Regions from separate parts of the Zea mays genome. Here regions 1 and 2 are each linked to region 3. A link is a contact called in public Hi-C data. All regions are on one chromosome and are shown on one strand. The core of a region is the stretch at or near the end of the contact, and the rest is flanking DNA. Distances in the headings are between cores, read along the strand shown. Region 1 holds the start of LOC100273169 (Plant L-ascorbate oxidase). Region 2 has its middle 140 kb from the start of LOC109942555. Region 3 holds the start of LOC100217078.

What was found. A called contact is a pair of places that touch in the nucleus more often than the background predicts.
Region 1: a contact with region 3 is called in a Hi-C map of ear, with 3 times the contacts expected there. The contact joins the promoter of LOC100273169 here to the promoter of LOC100217078 in region 3. A contact is called at or near these places in 5 of 25 Hi-C or Micro-C datasets (bundle sheath, ear, endosperm and 1 more).
Region 2: a contact with region 3 is called in a Hi-C map of ear, with 2.0 times the contacts expected there. The contact joins the enhancer-like site here to the promoter of LOC100217078 in region 3. A contact is called at or near these places in 4 of 25 Hi-C or Micro-C datasets (ear, endosperm and tassel).

The regions. Positions count from the first base shown.
Region 1 is chr9:82,698,948-82,702,976 of Zm-B73-REFERENCE-NAM-5.0, forward strand. It overlaps LOC100273169 (Plant L-ascorbate oxidase), which reads left to right and starts at 2,532. Exons shown (of 5, transcript NM_001147615.1): 1 at 2,532-2,907; 2 at 2,997-3,089; 3 at 3,212-3,424. The coding sequence starts at 2,638.
Region 2 is chr9:83,105,689-83,109,651 of Zm-B73-REFERENCE-NAM-5.0, forward strand. No RefSeq gene overlaps it. Among protein-coding and RNA genes, the nearest start is that of LOC109942555, 140 kb to the right of the region's middle. Within about 2 kb of position 2,588, at least 16 of the 20 cell types and tissues checked have an H3K27ac peak or open chromatin away from gene starts, as enhancers often do. A contact at or near this core is called in ear, endosperm and tassel, where this site is marked.
Region 3 is chr9:82,882,449-82,886,279 of Zm-B73-REFERENCE-NAM-5.0, forward strand. LOC100217078 reads right to left here and starts at 1,414. Exons shown (of 3, transcript NM_001348790.1): 1 at 1,130-1,414; 2 at 826-1,037; 3 at 1-112.

The DNA.
Region 1 (4,029 bases), core at 1,282-3,781, 180 kb before region 3:
TTCAATTTCTCTTCGGATCTATGTAAGCCTGTCTCCACTAGCCTTTCTATATCACCTATTATCTCACCTTCTATTTTAAAATTCACTATGTGAATAGTATAGTCTACAGTGCAAAATAATATTTTGCATGACCATTTGAGTTATCAAGACAGTAGATGATTTATGTTCTGCAGAAGCTGATGATAGAAGGGTAGCACCCGTAATGAAAATCTAGAATATGTTTGTAGAGATAGTTTGTAAGGCTGCGTCCCGGAGATCGTCCATATGGTCGTACAAGGAGAGTTGTTGGAAAGAGCCTAAGATGACATGACGACCCTTAAAAATCTTCTCACCGTAAGGTTATACTATATATCAACAACATCCATATAGTGTGAGATGGTATGGAAAACTTGTATGGTAGTTGATGATATGGGATTGAATCCTCAAAAATGCAAGGGCTACTTTTTTCTCTCCTTTCGGCACAAAAAACCAAGTGACCGTGAGGACCACTATGGGAAAAAAAACATTTATGTGCTGTTTTGTATTATGTGAGTTTTGTCAAAGGAAATAGAGATGGACCACCTTATGAAATGCTTTGGTAGTCCATAATGTCAACCACCCCCTAAAAAGGTCCCATGTGAGGAGGTACTGAGGTAGCATATGAATTCCTACAAATGCCTTACTTCCAAAGACCGTTAACATTTGCATAGAGGTACGTGACCCCTACAAATGTTTTATTTTTTGAAGATCCTTATGTAGATCCCATTCCCAATTTCTAAAAAAACATTGTGACCTTGAGGACCCCCCACAAATGTTCCATAATGTTTTACTTATGCCGTTAACATTGTGATGCCATTCCCAATTTCTTATGTAAATGTATTTTCTATTGTGTCAAAGAAAATATAGATGTTTTATTTTTGAAACGTATAGTACTTATGATTGAAAGACTCAATGTTGTATTATACGGTCCCTTAGCCGTCTATTATAGTTGGAAAACCGATCCAGAGGCCTCTAGTTTATATATACATATGCCTTTATTTCTGAACACCCTTGCATAGAGTCCATTGCAAAAATGTACTCCTAGGAATTAATTTTACCCGCCTCTAAAAACCAATTCTTTCTGTAGGAGTAGAGGTTTTCCCCTCCCTCGTTTTTTTCTCTGTCATGCATGCATGTTCGTTATTGTGCTTCCGAACGTGTCCTGTCCTGGTCAACGTTTGGAGTGTGAGGCGAATATAGAATCCGCTAGCTGAATGAATAAAAAGCTACGATAATCCGTTTTGCGTGCTGGGCACTTAATTAATTCCGTAGCAAAAAAAATGCGGTCACAAAAAAAACAGGCAAAAAGGAGTTACGTGTGTTATCATGCACCTGAAACGGCCGGCGCTTTGTATGTAGTGCCTTTTAAATTTTATCTTGACTCTTAAGGCAGGCATTATGAAGAATGACACCATGATGGTTTTCACTCGATGCAAGAAGCACCAGATAGGCGCCCATAGCGTTGTGAACACAGCAGGATTTGAGCACCACAGGAACAAACACATGCTGAATTCGCAAATAATAATAAAGTACAGCCGCACTAGACTAGACGCATGTAACCACGTAGTGCAAGCTGTATATATAATTGTATTCCCCCCACTACGCGTAGCTTTTTTTTCCCCGAACAGTGAGGCTATAGCTGGCATACCTTCGTTTTTGGATGAATATTGTTGATCTGTAGTATTTTGTTAGGTGGTTGTGAACATGCATATATGCAGCGCATATTTGTAGCGGTTACATATGAAAATGCCTTTACAGGTTGTGTGTGACCTTACCAAAAATTCAAAAACTACGTTCGCACAAACTTTTCATCTTCGCTGGCGAAGGAACAAGAAAGAGGAGAAACGCTCCTACCAAATAAGAAGCGACCACCAAACAAAAATGCATGGGGGGGCGTGCATGTGTGTCAGTGTGTCTATGTGGGGGATCTATCTATCAGAACGAAACATGACAGCGCCGAGACGTTTGCATAAAACCATTTGGGTAGAGGCACGGAAGTAGCCATCCTCGATATCGTCACATGCAGCACAGAACAGCGCAGGCCTATGAGACGATACGCCCAAAGCAACGCAACGGGGGGCGACGTCGACCGACCCTCTTTATTCCTCGACCAGAAAGACGCATCGGAAACTATGGGGGGAGGGAGGCCTGAGGCATTTCTGCAGCACTTTGGCGAGCAACCGGGAAACTGCCTATATTAACGCAGGCGTTCCTCGCAGAAACAAACAGCAGCCTACTCCTCCTCCTGCTGCCTGCAACCTAACTCCACTAACTGCTACGGACTAGTGTTTTTTTATATTTATTTCAAAAGCTGGTCACCATTTTTTTTTTCAAACGGAGGGTTGTAAAAGTGACTGAGATGAAGGGGAAATGGAACAGTGACTGAGGTGATGAGAGATAAGCATCTTTTCTTTGGCCAGCATAAATCGCCCCCCAAGCGCTGCTCAGGTCATCTATCTCCCTCTTTGCCATCCGGCCCATCCCCAGCCTGTGTTTGCATCCCATTTGCTTCCCCCCCTCTTGCCCATCCCCTGTGCTGTGCTGTGAACTGCGGCCGGGGGCATCCTTGTTGGGGGGTGGCGTAGGAGGCTGCTGACACTACTGCAGAGCAGGGCAGCCATGAGGCTTCCTCTCCCTCTGCTGGCCCTGGTGTGCTGCGCCCTGATGGCGCGCCAGCATTGCGCTGCGGCGGGCAAGGCCCGGCACTTGAGGTGGGAGATCAGCAACATGTTCTGGTCTCCCGACTGCGAGGAGAAGGTGGTGATCGGCATCAACGGGCAGTTCCCGGGCCCGACGATCCGCGCCCGGGCCGGCGACACCGTCCACGTCCAGCTCAGGAACGCGCTCCACACCGAGGGCGTCGTCATCCACTGGCACGGCATCCGACAGGTACGTAACCATCTCTCCACATCACTTCGCTAGACGCTGGGCTTGTGCTTGGAACATTGTTGCATGGTCGTCATGGATCATGGTGGCAGATCGGGACGCCGTGGGCGGACGGCACGGCGGCGATCTCCCAGTGCGCCATCAACCCCGAGGAAACCTTCACCTACCGCTTCGTCGTCGACAAGGTGCTGCTGAGGGCCACACACACCCATGGCTCATCCACCCATCCATGCATCTGCTTGCTTCTTTATGCATGTCATGACCGGAGGTATACTGAAGAAATTTCCTCTATTTCGTGGCCGCGCAGCCGGGGACGTACTTCTACCACGGGCACTACGGGATGCAGAGGGCGGCGGGGCTGTACGGGTCGCTGGTCGTGGACGTGGCGGAGGGGGAGGAGGAGCCGTTCCAGTACGACGGCGAGCTCAACCTGCTGCTCAGCGACTGGTACCACGAGAGCATCCACACCCAGATGGTCGCCCTCTCGTCCAGGCCCTTCAGGTGGATCGGCGAGCCACAGGTACCACCAATACTACCATGCATGATCTCTCTGGTTATCGTCATAAGCTTCATCTCCGTTCCTGTCATGACTGCAGTTCACTAGCTGCATCTCTGTTTGATTTGATTTCGACAGCAATTTGTGAAACACTGTAGCTTTCTGAAAGGGCAGTTTGAGAAAACACACACATGCAGCATGCAACTGATATATGAAGCATTGCATCAAGTAGGTTTACAAAATGACATTGCAAAACACAGATGTAATTCAGTTGCACTCTAGCTTATTGTCAGGTCAAAATCAGGTTCTGACCAAGGTGCCTTTTGCACTGATCCTGGAACGGACATTGCAGAAGGAGATTACAAAATTAATTCCTTTGAGGAAACATAACACGTTACATGATACTCCTAATTTGCAATAATGACGCTTACCACTGGGCCGCTTCAATTATTGTGCCTTGACGTAGTACTAGTGTGTCGAGAAAAGTACAAGTCATGGCCTGGATTTGCTTGCTCTCAAGATTTCTTTAGCTCGTTCACATGCATATCGTGGCAAGCCGAGGGAACAAGTAGTCGTAGATGCAAGCTGTCCGCTCGCTTCCTTGTACACTCACTCGGTTTCCTCTTTGA
Region 2 (3,963 bases), core at 1,338-3,837, 220 kb after region 3:
TTTGCACATACATTGGGACAAGAGATCTTGTTCAAGAATTTTAGCATTTAAATTATGGGCACTGATGGTTGATTAGGAGATGTCAAAGATGTCTGAGAAAGATACTTCGGATACGAAGCCTGGACTAGTTAGGCTTCGTTATAACTATAAGTTTGGGGAACCTTGCGATGAATGGTTAGATTCTATTGACGAAAAATGCGATGAGATTCTTGGAAACTTTAGCAAGCCAGAGGCCGAAGCTCTGCACCAGGCTTTTGCAGCACGAAAGAGACGCCGACTAAACCATGTTTTTGACGCTATTGGTTTTTTCTTTCCTGATTACCCCAATATGATTATGGATTCGAAGAAGAGGAAGAAGAGAAAGGTAAAAACTAAGCAAAGTAATGTCCCGAAGATACGGTACGAAGCTACACCTTCTCAGGCTTCTAAAGAAACTGTACTGATAATATAAGCTTTTTTGAAATGTTGTCTACTTCGGTTGTACATTACTTAGTTATTTTTCGAACTTATGCAAGCCGCTCACGAAGTTGCTATTGATTTTTCTATCCTGATTACTCTGACATTACTTAGTTGTTTTTCAAACCATATTTTCTCCGGCTTCTAGAGTATATCTGTCATGTTATTTTGATGTCATCTTTTTACAACAACTTAACCTTTTCACCAAAGTAAACATAAATATATTCATCCGATATGTATGGTGATTTTACCACTAAATCGAGCCATCCAATTTTTCGCGCTCTCTTTCTCTCTCTTGTTTATTTGGTATTCGAAAAATTTCCTTTAGACGATTTATTTTTCTGTTTGCCTTTTTCTTTCCAATAAAGGGTGAAACACACTGTTTGAATGCACTAGAGCTAATAGTTAGTGACTAAAATTAGTTAGAGACATCTAAACACTCAAGCTAATATTTTAGCTATTAAATATTTTTAGTAAATTAGCTACTAGTTAGCTAATTATTTATTAGCTAGCTAATTATACTAGTATATTTTTAGCTAACTAACTATTAGCTATAGTGCATTCAAACACCCCTGAGACTACGACCAATTAAAACCAAAAGTTGGTCTGATCGCTATTAAGTCAAAATGAAATAAAGCAGTGAAAATGGAGCACCAGCAAGGGATTGAATTCTTAATAATCTACACAAACACGTAGTGTCCATGATCTGCTAAAGTGCGCCGGAGCTTATTATTCCTTAACCAAAGAATACTCGACCTTCTAACCTTGCTTACTCAGTGTTTTATTCTTTGGTCATTGCTTAACCAAAGTACATTAATTCTAGAATGATATTTTATTGTCTTTCCCACCTATTTGCCCAGATTGGAATGCAAACGAAGAAATTCACCTCCTTGAGGTAACATTGTGTTTGTTGGTTTGTTTGTTACATATACTTTTTCTGGGTAGTAGTGCTTAATTGTTACCATTCATGATCGAAGGGAATTGAAGAAAAAAAATGTATGGTACAAAGCCTAATTTACAATGTATTGGTCATTACACAACATCTACGACGGTGCAATAAAAGAGTTGGCATTTCGTAGCTCGATATTATACCTCATGGTTGCAGGATATGTCTCATGGTAATGGCAAGAACAGGAAGGAGCCTTCTAGCTATGGCCAACGAGAGAATAGAACACGAAACGCTGTAAGGACCACTTTGTAGTATGTCAGTGGCGTGATCAGGCCATGATTGGATCGGTGGACGTAAGGTTAATGTTTGTTAATCCGGGGGCCCGTCCGAAGCACCGGAGGCTGTCATGGCCGCAATCCTAGCTCGGCTTCTTCGGGCAGACCACGCCGCCGCCCGTGCCCCGCGGAGCCCGTTCCCAGGGCGCACACTCCACATCGTCGGTAGTATGCCTCTGTCGGCCCGCCGTGGAAGCCATCATCATCACACGGGCTGGCGCCACCGAGTCCAACAGCTGCGTTCCTTGTTCCGGCTCTGCGTCCAAGTCCAACCCGTGCGAGAGCACACGGAACGAGTGGGAGTGCGAGCGAGCGAGCACGCAACGCAACGCCTAGTGGAGGGCCATTCGGGAGCCAAGCGCGTTTCTGTCCGGTCCTTCCATCCATTTTACCCCAAAATTGCAACTCGATCTGTCGCTCTATTTCTCGATGTAGCAAAAGACGAAACTGATACGCCAAATTTGTAATTTTTGAAGGTAATCATTAAACCCTCGAAAATAATGTCATTTGATACTATTTGTCCCATAACGATATACTAGTTATGTCCCACGGCTTCGGGAAATTTTGGCTTCACTGTTGTAACTCTTTATAATTAAGAAGTACCATTAGAAGTCACAATAAATAAAATTGACATGATAACTGACGAAAAAAGAGACTAGCAAAATAAACAACACGTTGTATTCTGCGGCTAGGACAGAGCGCATTGCCTCTACTCTGGTACGTGTCAAACTGCCAATGTGTGAGCCCTTCCAATCGACTATAAAAAAAATCAATTCCAAGCTGGCGAAGCAGTCTCTATAGGCAATGATGCGTGCGCTTTTTGGCCCCGATCCAGGCCGATCCTCCCTGGTGAGGCAGGAGGCCTATCTCCCTGGGGTTTCACGCCAGTCGCCGGCAGCCCCGAGGCGTATCATGAGCCCCGGCGCACGGTAGCCATGATGGCGAGCTCGCCTCCCAGGCTCCCACGCACCGCAGCGTGGGGGATTCTTGCTGCCCTTTTCCCGTCTGTTTGACGCAATCATGCGGCGGGGCTGCCCGCGTGTCGGCCTCCTGTCCTCGTCTGTTTCTCGCGCCGTGTCTGCGCATATATACAGGGTGGCCGGATACTCGAGACGGCAACTAGGCGACAGTACGTACGTACGTGCCCATGTGATGTCCCCTGCTAAACTCGATCCACTGGAAGAATGTTCCATTACCCTTGCTTGCGTGTATCCAAGAATTGTACGGGTCAAGCGGAAAAAAGACCTAGACAAGCTTTCGATCGGTGAAGTAGTCGGTCGATTTTCGTCAGGTTTATATATATACTCTCTTCGTCTCTCCTCTCTCTATAAAAAAGCAAATATGGATTGCGTGACAGTTAAAATAATTTATATTTAATCAATGTTCTAATATACAGTTTCATATTTATAGCTTTACATTAATTTATTACAAAAAATATAGCTTATTTTATAATTAAATCGTATTTATTTGATATTTTAAAAACATAACTTAAAATAATAAAATATGAGACTGTTCTAGAATTATATTCTCTTTAGTCTCTACTATATTAGAGCATTAGTTTTAATGATTCCACTATTTTCACACGTCCGTTGTGCTCCCTCGTATTTAAATAATAAAAATGCTAAAATTATGTATAAATGATGATCTAAGCTATGAATGTTTGTTCTAAACTCACATTCATCAATCTAGCTAATAGAACACACATGTCATATCTTTGTGTTTCATATTCTATACTTAAGCATAAATAACAATCGTAGTAATACATAGGCACTTTGCTAGTACATAAGAATGTAGCAGCCCTATAGATCATTTGGTTCCTGGGTGATTGTTTAGAATCAGATAAAATATAAACATGATGTGTCCTTGTGTTAAAATCCACATGCGTAAAACCAAACCCGTTCAGGTGGGATTTTAGGATTCTAAGATATTTTTTGTTATCCAGATAAAAAGAACTATAGGAACGGAACTGGACCTGCTTATCATGTCAAAAGAAACGTATGTGTTGGACCAAAGTATCACATGCACCATGTCTAATATCTATATCTAATATCTATAGATAATATAACTAGCTCATAAATGTATAGAAATGGTTTATCAATTCCATACTTAAATCCACGACATAATTAATGAAGAAATGGATTGTGGTAAAAAAAATTATCTAACTAATGATGGTTTATTTCACCTCGCCTCTCTTATATCTTCATCTACAATAACATCTGAACCTCTATTTCTTCGACTAGTCCATAACACTATTGGTTTCGGACAATGGTATTATAATTTATA
Region 3 (3,831 bases), core at 164-2,663:
GATTGCTAGGAACTGAATCCAAAAATTGCGTTTCGGTTAGTTTGGTTCGGGTTTGAGGTTGCTCGGAAGGCGTGCGGCAACGGGCTTCAGCAGCTGGCGGAAGTATTCGGGCCTGCAACAAGTAATCAACGGAAAACAAATTGGAGTGAGAATAGTAGTTATCGGTTACGGTTTATTTTCGGACAAACTTGTTCTACAGTGCTGTGTGTTGCGAACTCGAGTCATTAAGGATCAGTTTAATGGAAGGTGAGAAGAGAGCACAGCACAAAGAGGCTAGACTGCTAGAGCAATTTGGCAAGTTGTACATAGCAAAGTGCACGACGATATTAGAGCGAAAAGCTAAAGCGAGCACAAGTGTCTACCAATTCGTGAACAGCAATGCCGGTTAAAGGTGGCGACAACGTATGGTTGCGAGTTTTTGTTTTTATTTTTTTTGGATGCGCTTGCCGACTCATAAACTAGCTTATCATCCTATGGGAAGTCCATTAGAAGCGCGAGGATGTCGCAGAACAGAGGAGGATGTACAACTAAAAACAGAGTAGCGAGGTGGTGGCCATCTTTTGACTGCGCAAAGCATTTCGTCAAACACGCTGCCCTATCCCTCGCCGTTGACGTCGAGAGCCGCCACGTAGTGGACCCCGATCGCTTTCCGATCTACAGTTCTACGTTAGTCGTAGCATAACAGACTGCACCAAGTTGCTCACCCACGTAGGAATGAACAGGTGACGGTGCGATGCTTACAGTTTACAGCAGCTGCGCGGCAATGCCAAGGGGAAAAGAAAAGCTCTAAGAGAATTTTGAACAATGCAACGGAAGGAAGGAGACCTGAATCGTCGACGACGACGTGAGGCTGCGCTGACCTGGCAAAGTTGCGTAGAAGGCGACGGCGCCACTTGCCGTAACGACCGGCGCCAAGGCTCTCCTCCAGTCGAACTCAAAGCACGGCCTCCTCAGGCGCCGACCTCCCGACGATCGGAGCGGCACAAACGGTCGCCACCTACGGCATCCTGCCCCTCGCGCTTCGTTTCGCCTTACGCCTGAAACAGCAAAGCTCTGATGAAGTCTCTAGAAAACTGGAACAGCCAGCATGTAGCGGCAGTGGTGGTGGTGATGGTGAAGATCACCATACCTTTCACGGCTCTCTGGAACGAAACGACGATACCAGTGGAGAATGGAGGAGGAGGGTGAGCAATGGAACGCGACCGGACAGGAAGGAAGGAAGGAAAGGCCGCTGGACTGCGCGCCGGCAAAGGAGAGGCACAGGGTTTTGTTTTATACTGCTAGTGTAACGGATGAACAGCGAGCGGCCGGTGGTGGATTGGATGCTCCGATAGTCCGATTGGTCGCTCCCCCTCCTTCCCCTTCACTGTCTCCTGTTGCTCGTTTCCTTTTCGAGGCACTTCTTTTGAGTGTGATACAGAGAGAGAGGGAGGGAGAAGGTGGAGCGGCGAGGGCGAGCGGCAGTGCCGAGCGCAGTGATGGGAATGGATGGATGGGGCGCGGAGCTGGAGACGAATTAATGAGGTGGCGTGCGCACTCGATGGGTGCTGTGGGTGCGCGTGCCGCTTCCCACCGTGCTTGCTCGCTCTCCTCCCCCAGGCACCGAGGCCCCGCCGCACCGTCCCGCCAGCCCTCCGCACCCGATGGCACGCGGGGCCCTGTCAGGGAGGAACCCCACGCGTCAGCGACAAGGGGGACGCCGCGCCACCGTCGACGGGGACCCGGGTCAATGGAGGTGGGCATCGTGGCAGAGCAATCCATCCCAACTTCCCGAGCACGAAGCAGGCTGGCTGGCTGGCGAGCGAGCACGCACGCACGCACGCTGCCGTGAGGGGGGAGGGCATTATGCGGCGCGCGTGGAGGGGGCGCACGGGCGGCGTCGGATCCGCATCGTGCGCCGGAGGGATGCCGTGTTCGGTGCCGGGCCCCGCCACGGCGCTGCGCGCGTGCCCCCGGGGCCATCGATGCGCGCCTAGGGACGCTGGGCGGTAGGCCCGCGCAGACGCAGGGACAGGCCGGTCCGGGGCTAGCCATCATGCTGCGGGACTTCAGAGGATCTGTATTCATCATGTGTATAGCCTAGTTTTTTCCTAGAAAATATTCAATGTACCGTTCTGTTTACCACTGCTCTAGGGATTGTTTGGTTCGTACGTACGCAGTTTGACACGCCGCGCTTTTGGCATTACCGTAGCGTACGGTATAGATGTTATCCGGTATAGATGTTATCCGATTATTCGAAGAGCTTAATTATTCGATAAGATAGTTTTTTTTAATATTCGTAACATATCTAGATTTTGGATCCAAATCCGAATAGTATAGTATATGAATAAAATTCGTCGGATTTTGAATATCTAATATCTTCCCGTATATATCTTCTCGGATAGCAGGATAGTTGTGTGCATTTTTATGGTTTTCTAAAGAAAAAAATTAATAGTACATAAATAGCCTTAAAAATTATGAAATTTTACGAAGGCACAACATATGTCCATATATAATTTTAAAACAAAATATTTGGACCATAAAATCTACAAGATGTCATCGTTTCTTCCGTTTCACTTCCACTTATTGCGTTAGTTACATGTGAAATCAGTCTAAATATCGATTTAATCAATACATCACTTTATCATTTTCATATGGGGACTTGAGATGATCTTATTATAAAATGTTTATTAGTCTTGATAATTTATTTGTATTTTTTGTCGATGCTATAATATTTTATGAATTTAATTATTTTTAAATAATTTTTGCAGAAATAAACTAATAATACACAAACAGCCTAAAAAATTTATGAAATTTTACATAGGCACAACATATGTCCACATATAATCTTTAAAAAATTGGACCATAAAATTCACAAGATATCAATGTTTCTTCCATTTCTCTTCCACTTGTTACGTGGGTTATACGTGAAATCATTTTAAGTATCCAAGTTCCAACATAATCAATACCTCACTTTATCATTTTCATATGGAGACTTGAGGCTATCTTATTATAGAATGTTTATTGGTATTCGTAACTTATTTTCATTTTTTGAAGTGATAATATTTTATTAATTTAATTGTTTTTATGATTTTATGTAGAAAGAAATCAATAGTATACGTGTAATCCTGAAAAACTTTTGATGGAGGCACAACATATGTCCACGTGTAATCCTAAAAAACTTTTGAACCATAAAAATCATAAGATGCCAATGTTTCTTCCATTTCACTTCCAATTGTTGTGTGAGTTACACCTGAAATCACTTTGCGTATCAAAGTTTCAACATAATCAATACTTCACTTTACCCTTTTCATTTGGGGACATGAGATTATCTTATTATAGAATGTTTATTAGTCTTGCTAACTTATTTGATTTTTTAGTTGACATTATAGTATTTACGAATTTAATTGTATTTTGATGATTTTTGTAGAAAGTCGCTTAGAAGGGGTGAATATGCAAAACCTAAAAATTATAAACTTTGAACAGAAACTTCACCTAGGGTTAGGGTTAGAATGAGTAATAATGAAATCGGAGTGCAGAAGAGAGTTCTTCTTACTATGAGTTGATCGATCAATGCGGATAACTTTGGGAGCTAACTTAAAATGATTGCAAGCAAGAGAATTTAGAGAGAGGGGAGAGGAAGAATCAAATCACAATACAAGATTAGCACAAAGACACGGGCGATTTGTTTCTCGAGGTTCGGTTCCAAAGAATCTACTCGTTGCGTAGGTTGGGTCTCTTTCAACCCTTTCCCTCTCTCAAATGGTAATTTAGACCGGTTGAGTGCTTCTTTTTAATCTTGAGGGTCACTTAGACCCGCAAGGATCACCACATAATTAGGTGTCTCTTGCT